Regions from separate parts of the Sus scrofa genome. Here region 2 is linked to region 1. Evidence: chromatin contacts called from public Hi-C data. All regions are on one chromosome and are shown on one strand. Each heading gives the region's core, a stretch centred on a gene start, on an enhancer-like site or on the middle of the called end of the contact. The rest is flanking DNA. Distances are from core to core; before and after follow the strand shown. Region 1 has its middle 50 kb from the start of FOXP4. Region 2 overlaps FOXP4 (forkhead box protein P4).

Evidence for each region. Hi-C and Micro-C count contacts between places; a contact is called where the count stands out from the background.
Region 2: a Hi-C map of liver shows a contact between it and region 1, with 2.5 times the contacts expected there. The contact joins two enhancer-like sites. A contact is called at or near these places in 2 of 47 Hi-C or Micro-C datasets (embryonic fibroblasts and liver).

The regions. Positions count from the first base shown.
Region 1 is chr7:36,707,269-36,713,452 of Sscrofa11.1, reverse strand. No RefSeq gene overlaps it. Among named protein-coding and RNA genes, the nearest start is that of FOXP4, 50 kb to the left of the region's middle. Within about 2 kb of position 3,717, at least 12 of the 83 cell types and tissues checked have an H3K27ac peak or open chromatin away from gene starts, as enhancers often do. A contact at or near this core is called in liver, where this site is marked.
Region 2 is chr7:36,772,409-36,778,592 of Sscrofa11.1, reverse strand. It overlaps FOXP4 (forkhead box protein P4), which reads right to left. Exons shown (of 17, transcript XM_013977903.2): 2 at 5,443-5,538. Among named protein-coding and RNA genes, the nearest start is that of FOXP4, 15 kb to the right of the region's middle. Within about 2 kb of position 2,807, at least 21 of the 83 cell types and tissues checked have an H3K27ac peak or open chromatin away from gene starts, as enhancers often do. A contact at or near this core is called in liver, where this site is marked.

The DNA.
Region 1 (6,184 bases), core at 2,468-4,967:
AAAAGGCATCTGAAAGCACGAAGAAGGAACTGAAACACCAACCGAGCATTTACCCAGTATCTGCTATGTTCTAGGCACAAACGCCCACCACACTGCCTTTCATCCTGTCCAGCGAGGGGACGATACAGGATTCCCATTTTACTCTAGAGGAAAACAAGACCCAGGAAGCTGTAAATCACTTGCCCCAAATGGTCTGTCTGGTGGCCGAAGGGCAGAGCCAGGATGGGAACCCAGACTCCTGATTCTGGCTCAGGCTTTCTCTGAGGTTCCCGCTGCCTCAGCCCCAGGCTTGATGCTGGCTCTGTCATGAGGCTGCCTGCCTGTCTCCCTGCCTCCAAGATGCCTTGCTTCGGGGCTGCCTACTCTCCTCTCTCCTTGGCAGGGAGAAGGAATTCCAGGGGAAGCCCAGCTCCTGTCCTGCTTCCTCCCTGCAAGCTCTCCAGCACTGGGCAACTGCTTTAACGACAGCCTCGGAGTGATATACCCCTAAAAAGAAAAAACAAAAACAGTGGGGCATTTCATTCATTTCTCCAGGTGTTTTCCCTAGCTGGGGGTTCCACCCCGACCCTCTCTCCCCCGAGATCTGTGTCTCCTTCAAGACTGCCTTCTCACTAGGTTAGGCCAAACCTAACCATCCTTTCCCAGGTCCTTGGTCCCCGTTCCGTTTCTTCTCGTAACTCCTATCACCTTCTAACTAGTATATAATTTGCTTTTTTTTTTTTTTTTTTTTTTTGGTTGTTGTTGCTGTTGTTGCTATTTCTTGGGCCGCTCCCGCGGCATATGGAGGTTCCCAGGCTAGGGGTTGAATCGGAGCTGTAGCCACCGGCCTACGTCAGAGCCACAGCAACGCGGGATCCGAGCCGCGTCTGCAACCTACACCACAGCTCACGGCAACGCCAGATCATTAACCCACTGAGCAAGGGCAGGGACCGAACCCGCAACCTCATGGTTCCTAGTCGGATTCATTAACCACTGCGCCACGACGGGAACTCCTAATTTGCTTATTATTATGCTCAGTATCTATTGCCTTCTATTAAAGTCTCCACGTGGACAGAGACTTTGTTTTGCTTATTGTTGTCCCCTAAGCCCTTAGAGCCGGGCCCAGGGTAAAGCAGGTGTCAAACGGAGGGAAAAATACTTAGAACCCAGGCATGTTAGAATTTCAAGCAGAGAGAAGCTAGGGCTCTAGTTATGGGTTAGGTGGCTTGTCCAAGGTCACAGAGCGGGCGATACCCAGATTCAAGCCCTCATTTATGTGGGGCTGCTGAGCCTGGGGCTCTATGCCAGGCCTGTTCTGAACTTTGAATTGGGGTGGGGGTGGGGCAGCTGGCTTGGGCCAGCAGGTCCTTCTGGGTCCCCCTCCTCTCCTTCCTCTTCCTGCAGCTCCTTTCAACACCCCCTCCCTACCCCCAGCCCGCAGGTGCAGTCCACCTGGCTTTCCTCCCCTGAGGACGGGTCCCTGCCCAGGCTGGAGTCCACGCCCGGGGCCCTGGGTGCCCCTGGGAGGCCCCCGCCCTGGTCTGCAAGAGGCTCCTCTCCCCTGGATGTGAATCCGGGCCCCAGAGTGGCCACACAGAACATACATCTTAAACAAACACTTCTCCTGGCTGTTTATCTCCCTGGCCTTTAAACAAACTCTTTCAAAGGTTTCTGCTGATAGGAGAGATTTACTGAAAACCATTCCTTGCTTAAAAGCTCTGGGTTTATGCTTCTCCGGGTGGGGGTAGCGGGGCTTTCGAGCCTGGGGTTTCTCTGTCTCGGGACCACATGTTTATCCTCCAGGCCTTGATAGAGGAGCAACACAGACTAATCTTTATGGAAAAGAAAATAGGAAAAGCAGGAAAGGGGAGGGGTGGAGTCTGGGGGAGAAGTTTCGTTCTTGTCTTTGACTCCAGGAGGCCAGAGCAGGTCTGGTGAGGCTGCAGCGCCCACCACGTTGCTACAGCCTAAGGGGGTGGGGTGCGGCTCCTGGGTAGGGTGGGGCTCCCTTGAACTTTGGACGGAAGGCCCTGGAGCAGGTGAGCCTCTCCTGGGGCCCCTGCGCCCTGGACAGAGGCTGAAGCGAGCCTCTCTCTTAGTTGCAGGGGGCGAGGGCAGGGACAGCAGGCAGTAATCACAGGACAATAGTTTACTCCTGGATTCCACCAACCTTTAGGAAGCCCCTAGTATGTGCCAGGACCTGGGGTACAGAGCTGAGTGATCATTAACCTTGGCTTTAGCATTTCTGCTGGCCTGTTCTAAATTGCTTATGTGAATTAGCTCACTTATGATGGCAGCCCCAGAAGTAGATTCTATAATTATCCTAGTTTTGCAGATGGGGAAACCAAGGCACAGAGAGATTCCTGAGCCACACCCCAGAGGTTCTGGTTTAACTGGGATGCGGTGGGGGCATCATATTCCCCCCTCCCTTTTTTTTTTTTTTTTTTTTTGCTTTTTAGGGCTGTACCTGTAGCGTGTGGAAGTTCCCAGGCAAGGGGTCGAATCAGAGCCATAGCTGCCAGGCACAGCCACAGCCACAGAAATGCCAGATCCAAGCTATGACTTAGACCTACACCACAACTCGATGCGATACCTGATCCTTAAGCCACTGAGCAGGGCCAGGGATGGAACCTGCATACTGGTTGGATTCATTACTGCTGAGCCAGAACGGGAACTCCTGGGCATCGTTTTTTAAAATGTATCCTGCGTCCTCCCGATAACATGGTATTTCGCCACTCCTAAGGTGCACACACCTTTGACACCTGAGATATATCTTACAATCCATCAGCACAGAATTTCCTTCTTACTGGAACATAAAATAATGGTGCATCTTTCCGTCTCAGGTTCTCAAAAGTATAGAAAGAGAGGAAGAATCCCCACCGCTGGTGGGCACAGGGTGGGTGGTTTGCACGCATTACTACCTCATTATTCCACCTGCCAAAGCTGTGAGCTAAGTCTCCTGCACACCTCTGATGCAAAAGGGGTTACCAGGAACTTATTAACCTGCCTCAGACCAAGTTCAGTTTGTGGATTTGAATCCACAATTAAATGGCCCAATATTCATCCGTGACCCTTGAAGAGGGCTTTATAATTTTTGAGCAGTCTGTACATTTATTTTGTCCGTTGAGAAAAAAAAATCGAGCGACTTGTTGTAGCTTACACACCTGACTTTTTCTTTTTTGGTCTTTTCTAGGGCCACACCTGTGGCATATGGAAGTTCCCAGGCAAGGGGTCGAATTGGAGCTGTAGCCACCAGCCTACACCACAGCCACAGCAGCTCCAGATCCGAGTCGCATCTGTGACCTACACCACAGTTCACGGCCATCCCGGATCCTTAACCCACTGAGCTAGGCCAGGGATTGAACCCTCAACCTCATGGTTCCTAGTCGGGTTCGTTTCTGCTGCACCACGACGGGAACTCCCACACCTGACTTTTCAGCCTGTAAGTGTGAAAGACTCATGAGAGGTTTTCTTGTTTTTTGGGTTTGTTTTTGGCTTTTTCTTGTTTTTAAACCTGCCTGGGTTTTGGAAGGTAGAAGCTGCTCTTACAAGAAGAGAGGGGCCAGGGAAGCAGGCCAGGGCAGAGATCTTGAGCCGGGGCAAGGTCACTGTCATTGCAAAGACTCCGCTGAATTCCGGATCTGTGCGTTGTGTGTGAAGTGAAGGGGCTGTCCTGGCAGGTGGGGAAGGCAGGACTTTCCACTCCTTCCCGGCCTCCGCTCAGGCCGGAAGCCACTGCCCCTCCTCCGTGTTTACGCTTGACAGGCCACGCCCCTTGGGATGGCACAGCCGGACACCCCTCCCCTCGGCCCTGCTGCTCCTGGCCAAATAAATGCCTTTCCCCCAACCCTGAAAGCACTTTTAGGCACCTGGGCCTGAGCTGGGCCAGACTTCCAGGGAAGAAAGGGGGCGAGTGGGGAAAGGAAGCTAGAGGAAAAGGAGATGAGGGCCCTCTGGGCTAGGACAAAGTTATGTGATTGTCTTGCACTTTTGCACTCATCACTTTTCTTTTTGTATTTTTTTTTTTTTTTTATATCCTGACACCCAGTTTCTAAAATCTTCCTTCCCCTCCTAGCAACTCTTGTCCTAAGAGACTTCATTCACACCAAGGTAAACATGACCCATAACAGCTTTGAAAGCCACCGTTTCAAGGGAGAAGTTGGCTTCTTTGTCTATTTATTCCTTTTTTTTTTTTTTTTTTTTTTTTTTTTTGCTTTTTAGGGCCGTGCCTGTGGCATAGGAAGTTCCCAGGTTGTGGGTTGAATCAAAGCTGTAGCCGCTGGTCTATACCACAGCCACAGCAACGTGGGATCCCAGCTGTGTCTGTGACCTACACCACAGCTCATAGCAACACTGGATCCTTAACTCACTGAGCAAGGCCAGGGATCGAACCTGTGTCCTCATGGATACTAGTCCGGTTCTTAATGCACTGAGCCACAACGGGAACTCCAGTCCGTTTATTCTTTGACTCAGCAATTTCCTTGGGCTTCCTGGGGACCCTCCATCCCACCTGAAAGCCTTACCTGGACTGTCTGGGGGGCTGCTGTCCAAGCTTTGCCTTTCGCAGTAATGACACCCTTACCCTCTTAGATGACATCTAAGTATACTGGCAGCAACACAAGCTCTCTCAGTTGTTCACAGTTCAGTGAAAGGAAAGGAAATTCATCCTCACGAAAAAAAAAGGAAGTTTAGGGGACTTTGCTTTAAACAAAAAGAATGGTGCTTTAATAGTGTATCAACCAATCAGTTTATTTTAGTTTGTCCCCTGGGCTGAGCCCCTTAGGGCAGCTGCAGTTGAGCAGGAGCCCATCCAGGACATCAGCCCTTGGATGGAATTTCCAAACAGGACCACCAACAGTCAGGGTCCTGGGTTCGATTCTTTCTCTGTCCTCAGTAGAGAAAGAGCTGACTCTGAAGTTTTAGAAGACTCTGAGCTCAAAGCTGGAAGGGACGCAAAAAATCCTCAAATCTAGTTTACAGAGGCTAGAGTGGCTTAAAAGTAGTATAGTCTTGGAGTTCCCGTTGTGGCTCAGAGGTAATGAAACCAACTAGTATCCATGAGAATACGGGTTTGATCCCCAGCCTGGCTCAGGGGGGTAAGGATCTGGCGTTGCTGTAGGCTGGCAGCTGCAGCTCCGATTTGACCCCTAGCCTGGGAACTTCCATATGGCGAGGGTGTGGCCCTAAAAAAAAAAAGGAGTGTAGTCTTTCAATAAACAATTTACATGGAAATTGCAAGTAGAAAGCAACTAAGAGGTGTAGCTCTAGTTGAAGTGGGGGGAGGGCTAGACCCAGCATACTCTGCTCCCTCAATTCCCCGTTGAGTGGTCCAAAGCTTGAAGTATGCCTAGGGAGTCCACTGAGCTAGTCCAGCGATCCATTTTACAGACAAGGAAACTGAGTCAGAGCGTCATGGGGATGATGGTGGCCCTTAGGATCCTCTGCCCTCCGAGGTCTGCTTTGAGTTCAGCTGCATTCCCTTGACTCACAATATGTCCTCCTTTCCAACTTGATCTGCAAAATCCTACCCACCCTCAAATGCCACCACCTCCTGGAGGAGTGGTCCCCAACTCTCTCATCCAGTTCTGGCCCTGTGCCTGCTCCCGGCGGTGTTCCTGGAGCTGGTTGCTTTTGCATGTCTCTTAGGACCAGCTTCCCTTGCATCTCTGCTCACAGGGCAGGTCATTTCTCCCTCACCAGACTGCTGGGCTCTCTGGGATCAAGAGTGTCTTTTTTATGTCAACCAGCCGGTGTGTAGGTGTGTGGTCGCAGTGAAGCTGTCGACATGTTTTCTGGGGTAAAGATGAGACGCTTCGCCCTTGGTTGCGGGAGGGTCTGCCTCCTGGGCAGCCCTAGTTCTCATCGCTCAGCTGGGGAGGGCACTGAATTTGATATGACAGTTACCTGGGGACCTGAAGTAGGGCGGAAGAGGGACACAGCCTTTAGAACTTGAAGGGATGGTTCCTTGCTGCCCTGAGCTGGCCCCTCCCGTCCCCACCTCAGAAGATGGAGAGCAGAAAGGCGGAGAGGGAAGAGGATCCAGGACCTCTACCCCTCCCGCCCTCACAGGTTGCCCTCTTCTCTGGCATTTTAAGAGCTCAGACTCAAACCCTTCAAGGGCTTTTGAAACAATTAGATTTGCAAGTGCCCAGCGCTCAGTCTAATTGCTTAAAAGCCACTTCAGGCTCCAACTGACCCAGAGTAA
Region 2 (6,184 bases), core at 1,558-4,057, 66 kb before region 1:
CTGAGTGAGCCTTCCCGGGCTCTCGTGCTGGCTCTGCCATCGGCTGGCTGTGTGTCCCTGGACAAGTGACTCACCTCCCTTGTTCTTGGTTTTCCTGCCTCTTCAGGTCACTGTGAGGGCTAATGGGTTAGTACTTAGAACAGGGCCTGCAGACAGCAAGTGCTTCTAAGGGTTGGCTGCTACTGTAGGATGCGCTCTCTCTACACGCTGGTCACGCTGGTCAGCAGGATCCATGCTTGGGAGGGTTTCTCCCCCAGAGATGGGGGTGTGGGGGGGTGTGCCTAGCCGCTCCCGAATGCTGCTCAGTCCATTCCGAGAGCACTATCTACAAGGTGGGCCTGGCCAGCAGGGAAGTTTCGAAATGTGGCCCACGCAGTCTGAGGACCTGGACTTTGGCCCCGCTCAAATCATGTCACAAACTCCCCCACGCCTATCTAGGTGGCACACAAGCCGACGTCTGGACAGTGCTGGGGGTGCCATCCCATGAAAGCCTGCAGGTGCAATCCCCTAATCAGGTCCAACAGCAGGAGACAGAAGACCACACAGGGAAGCTGGGTGGGGTGGTAGTGGAGGCAGGCCGCCATCCCAGCTTGGCACTGAACTTGCCATGTGGCCTCCAGCAAGTCACCTGCTGTTTCTGGGGTGTCAGTCTCCTCAGCCATAAAACAAGGACTGGAGATGCCTCCTTCCAGCTGGAACAGGCACGATGCCCAAAGTGGGGCAGCTTTCTATCCCCCATCTCCCCACCCCATCCCACAACAGGAGGCCTGGAGATGCTACCTACAGGCAAGAGGTTCAGGGAGAAGCATTATCTTCATTCTTTTCCCCGTTCCCACCTCCCCTGAAACTCCCAGGCTGTGTAGTCAGAGCCAGGGATGTCCAAGCTGCCACTCTGTCCTGTTATGCCGCGTTGGCAGGACAGGTGGCAATCAGCCACTGTCCATCACTCTCCCACCTCACTCCCAAGCCCCAGCAGAGTGCGGGCACGCGGCGGGACCTCACTAAGCGTGCCCCCTGAACTGAGTTACTTTCCCCCAAGATCAACCTTACTCCAGGGAGGGAGGGGTACTGGTGGCCCAGTCGGGGGAGGGGGGAGGGGGTGGCATCCTGCAGAGACTTGTCCTAGTCAGGAAGGGACAGGTTATGCCCCCAGGGGACTCCTGGACCCTTTCAGCTTCCCCCAGCCCCACACATGGGGCAGGAGAGGAGGATCCCTGGCAGGGGCAGGACTCAGCCTTAAGCCACAGTGAGGGAGTCCCCAGGCAGAGGAGCAGCGGGGAAGTGCAATGGATCCAGCAACATCGTTAAGTCCCACTGCACCCCCCCTTGCCCCCCCAAAACTAGAGGCTGAGCCCCAGCCCTGCACGCCCCTCTTTTACCCTAGTCATCTCTGTATGAACCTCCCTGGAAAAGGCACCTTGCTTTTCAGCCCCGGCCACACTGTATGGCTGAGGGCTCCGAGGGGCCTGTAATGCAGACCCTTAAGTGGCAGTGCTGGGATGTAGGGCCAGGTCCATGTGCTCCGCGGCTCCTGGTGCCCCACCGCCCTCACACCGCACTGCAGAGCAGGTCTTGAGAAGGGTTAGGAGAGCATGTGGAGATGGAACCATCAGGGGAGCTGACAACGCTGGAGATTCCAAAGGCCACCTCCCTCTTTCCAACTCTCTCCCAAGGGAGAAAGCCAGGCTGCAGGGCTGTGCCTGCCACTCCCAGCTCCTCTGGGAGTGGGGGGCAGACTATTGCACCGATCCACGCCCCCTCTTGCAGAGCCAGCCCATGCCCTCTGCTGGGTGCCCCTGAGGCAGCTGCCCACCTGTTCCTTCCTTCGTCTTCCCACGGGGGCACCTGACATGTGGTGTCGAGCTCAGGGCCCTGGATTTCTGAGTCAGTGACCCAGGTCCTTGCCTGTGACATTGACTGTACTTTGAAATCACCAAGCCTCACTTTCCGCCTCCGCTCACCGGGGTTTGGGAGGCTTGCCCTCCCCGCTCCACCCAAAAGGATGCTGTTGAGGGCTGATGATGTTCCAGGCACCGGGCTAAGCCCTTGATGTGTCTTATCTCCCTGCATCCTCACAGCAACCCTGGGGTGAGCACAGGCATGGTCCCTGCTTGACAGATGAGGAAACCGAGGCCCAGAGGGACAGTGGGAGAAGGAGTGAGTCAAAGGGACATGTATGCCGTGAGAGTCTAAAAAGGTAAAGAAAATCACTTTTTAAAACGTTCTGGATTTTCCTTTTCCCCTCTTCTCCTCCTCCCACCTCAGGCGCACAAGGGCCCCTTCGGACCAAAGCTCTGGGCCTCCCATTCTCATGGCCATGAGGACTGAACCAGAGGAGGTGGACAGGGCCCCCAGCCGGGGTGACTGAGCCCAGACACCCAGGAGAATCCTTCCAGGCACCAGGGGTGTGAGTCACAGCAAATGGCCTGCAGGAAAGGATGTGGCCTTTCCTTCCTTGGGGCTTTCCTACTGGGAGGCAGGGGAATGGAAGAAATGACCTTGGAAGGCCTCCCTGGCCCCTACCGATCCTGCCAAGTGGCCGAGCAGCTGGCCGGAGAGGCGGCTGCAGCAATCTGGACAGACTGCCGCATGTGGACTTGTCGCGAAAATGGCCCTGTGGGGTCAAGGAAGGTCAGCGAGGTGGCTGCTGCTGGCTGAGCGCCTGACCTGGATGAGCCCAGCCCTTCCCCTCATGCCCCTTGGGGGTCCTGAGAACTGAGCTGGAGCTCCCCTGGTGTCCCCGCTGACCCCTTACCAGGCTAGGATGTGTCAGGATGGGCACCGTCAGCTAGTCAGCTCAGCGAGGCCCGTGAGTCACCATCTGGAGGGTGGCCAGGGCAGCTAAACGCTTACAAAAGCCCTGGCAGTGTGAGGCCTGGGCAAAATGCCGACGGCTGCCTCCAGCCCCTCCCTCAGGGACCCTGCTTAGGCCCGGGGCCCTCCAACCACCATGAATACAGTAGGCTGGCCTGGGAGAAACAGGGGTAGTACCTGACACAGGGGAAGCTTATTTGGAGGCCGAGAGTTGGGATGGATGCAATTTGGTGCCAGAATCAAGGACCCAGACTCAACCTCTTAAGTATGGGGTCTGGGGACCTAGGGCGAGTGGTGAGACTAGGCCAGAGCTTAGCTTAGGTTAAACTCCCTTGCAAATGACCAGAAGGTAGTCTGCAGTCCTGGCTGGAGCTGCAGCAAGAAAGACTGTGGTGAGACACCAAGAAGAACTTCCAAAACGGCAAGGGGGCTAAGATGAGACAAAGGCTGGGCACAGCCTGCCCTGGCCACCTTTCTGCCGAAACTCTCAGCTACCTATGCCCTCTGTGCCTTGACCTCTCCCTGCAATCTCTAGGCTGGTGCCAGACCGAATCTGGTTTTAGAAAGTCTTCCAACGCTCCATGAGAGGGATGGCACACACAGCCAGGAGGTGAGTGGCAGGCAGTCCTTCCTTGAGTTAGGAAGCACAGCGGCATCCTACGGGGACCCCTGGAAAGGGGGTGTCATCCAGCTGCATCACCCACTTAATTCAAGCTCCAGATCCACGGAATGCACTCTCCCTTCTCCCCTCAGTAGCCTCGAGCTCACAGAAAGCTGATTCTAGGCCCTAGACCCCACTCGGGGATGAAGCCCCACTTCCTTGGAGCCTGCGAACCTGAGGGTGAGGGTGAGGGGCAAGGGAGCTATGCAGGGCTGGAGAAGGAAGAGAAAGCTCACCAGCTGGGGCTCCAAGCTCCTGGAGAGGTTCGGCCATGGCCCCAAGAACCGCCATCTCCCAGAGCCCAGAGACCCACAGGGCCAGGGCTCTGTAGGGGCTGCGGTTCACTACTGTGCTAAGCACGTGGCAGCATCACAGTGCAGGCACCCAAGTAGGAGTTCTGGAGTTGTCTGGGCTCCAGCCCTGGCTCTGCCCTTCGTTAGCAATGTGACTCTGGACAAGCTGCTTAACCTCACCAGGCCTGAGTTGCCTCAGCTGCAACATGGGGCCCATAACAGCATCTAGCCCCAAGGATTAGATGAGATGGTGTTTGTGGACCACCTAGTGTTTGCCCCATGGTGAGCGCTCTGCCAGTGTTAAGGAGAGCTAAGTGTCTGCAGAGTGACCTTTTTTGTCAAGTGAGGTTTCTGGGATGGAGGTGGTCTCCTGAGGAATATTCCACAGCCTCCCTTCCTCCCCCACCTCTTTCAGATCTCCCCACCCCCACCCAGCTGCAAAGTCCTTCTCGATGCCTGACCTCAGTCTCCAACTGCCTGCAACGGGGTCCTAGGCTGGGCCCAGGGTGGAAAAGATTCAGAACAGCAGCCTGAGGACCGACCACTTCAGATCCAGGGAGTATCGGGGGGCTCGTCCCCTAATTGGAAGAGACACTGTCTTGACACCAGGTGGGCATGAGAACCTTCTACATCATTCCAGTGCGAGATGTTGCTCTTTGGGAGTCTCTCTGGAGTCCGTCCTCCCCTCCCCGCCCCGCAGGCCGCTACCCCTCTTTGCCCGATTCCCCCGCCCTTGAGGGCTCTCCTGAGGTTGAAGACTTTGAAAAGGCGGCCGCTGCTCAGCCCGGCTGTCCAGCACCTTCAACTTCTCCAAAGCACGTACGCTTGTTTTCCATAAAGCCCAGAGCAGCGGAATCTGCCTCGGGACAAAACCCAGCCCCAGGTCCTTCTCCTCCAGGCGCCCAGCTCTTGGCGGGCCCCCCCACCCCTCAGCACCCCATCCCCCAGGCTCCAGTGCTTCACGCCCAGATCGTGCTCACCCTTCCTCCCTTAGATAAACTTCCTTTCAAAGCCCCGCTTAATCCTCTCCCCAATTCCGCGCCTCCCCCACTGCCAGGCCAGGGGGAGGGAAGCAGGCGGCCCAGAGCTGTGACCCACCCCGACTCAGACGGCAATTCTCCCAAGTTCTTTGTGATACAAAAGGTAAACAGAAGGCCTGGCTTACCCCCCGCCCCTCACCCCGATCTCCCCTCCCCCAGCCAGCCAGATGGGCTGGCTCGCTGGGGGGAGGGGGAGGGGGAAAAAAGGGCAGATTGTGCAAAGGAAAACAAAAGAGACAGAGAGACATCAAGAGACAGGAAACGAGAGGAGACAGGGTTAGAGGGTGAGAGACAAAGGGGGGGGGTGCGTGGTGACCTCAGCAAGTGAGAGAGCCTGGGAGGGGAGCAGAGAGGGACGGGCCGAGGGACCCACAGGGCCAGAGCAATTGGTAATGAAGACGTGCCCAGGAGAGACTCCGCGGGCAGAGCCAGGCTCCAACTCTGAGCCAGATACCAGGCTCTGCAGGAAGAAGGCCAGGGCACTCAGGTGCAGGGCAGAAGGTGGGGTCCCTGTACCCAGTGCAGTCCCCTCTCTGGCACCGGGACCAGCCAGAGGAGGTGTCCAGCCCAGTCCTTCTCCTTCTGTGCCAAGCCCACCCTCCCAGGCCCCAGCACCGCGGGGCGCCCTTCTCACCTGCACGGCAGAGGCCGACTGCTTGCTGTCATTGTTCCCGGGGGAGCTCAGGCCGGAGGCCTGCTGCAGCAGGAACTGCCGGGCCACCTGGAGAGCCTGCAAGACAGGGCGAGTCAGAGCTCGGCCAGCTCCAGCAGAGGTGGGGCGCAGGGGTCAAGGCGGGATCCTGGATTCGAGGAGCACTTGGAGAGAACAAAGGGGAGGAGGCCAGGGTCAGGGGGAAGGTCCTGGGGGCGGTGAGTGAGAGGGTCTGCCTGGGCTGGGGGTAAGGATAAAAGGAGTCACGGAGAGGAGCTGCCAGGCCTTGGGGATCAGAGCCTCTGCAGGGACTCACTCTGGGGCCTGGTGAGGTTTCGCTGGGACTCCATGAGGGGGCAGCAAAGGGAAGGGTCGGTGGTCTAACAAGGACCCAGGAGAAAGCAGAGCCGTCGACTCAGGGTATTAATGATGGGGACTATTTATTGAGCATCTACTATGTGTCAGGCACTTTCCAGGCAAGATCTCATTAATCCTCTTCTTGGAGGGCATGAGGTAGGGATTATCAGTCCCATTTTGCAGATGAGGAAACTGAGTCTCTAAGAAGTTAGGTGATATGACCAAGATCACACAGCTAGGAGAGACGTCAGAGCCAAGATTCGAGGCCAGGAAGCCTGGCTCCAGGGTTCACCTGCCTGGCGAGGTGGTGGGTCTGGGGCCTGGGGGCCTTGCATTCACTTGGGATCAGAGCACAGTTGGGAGAAGG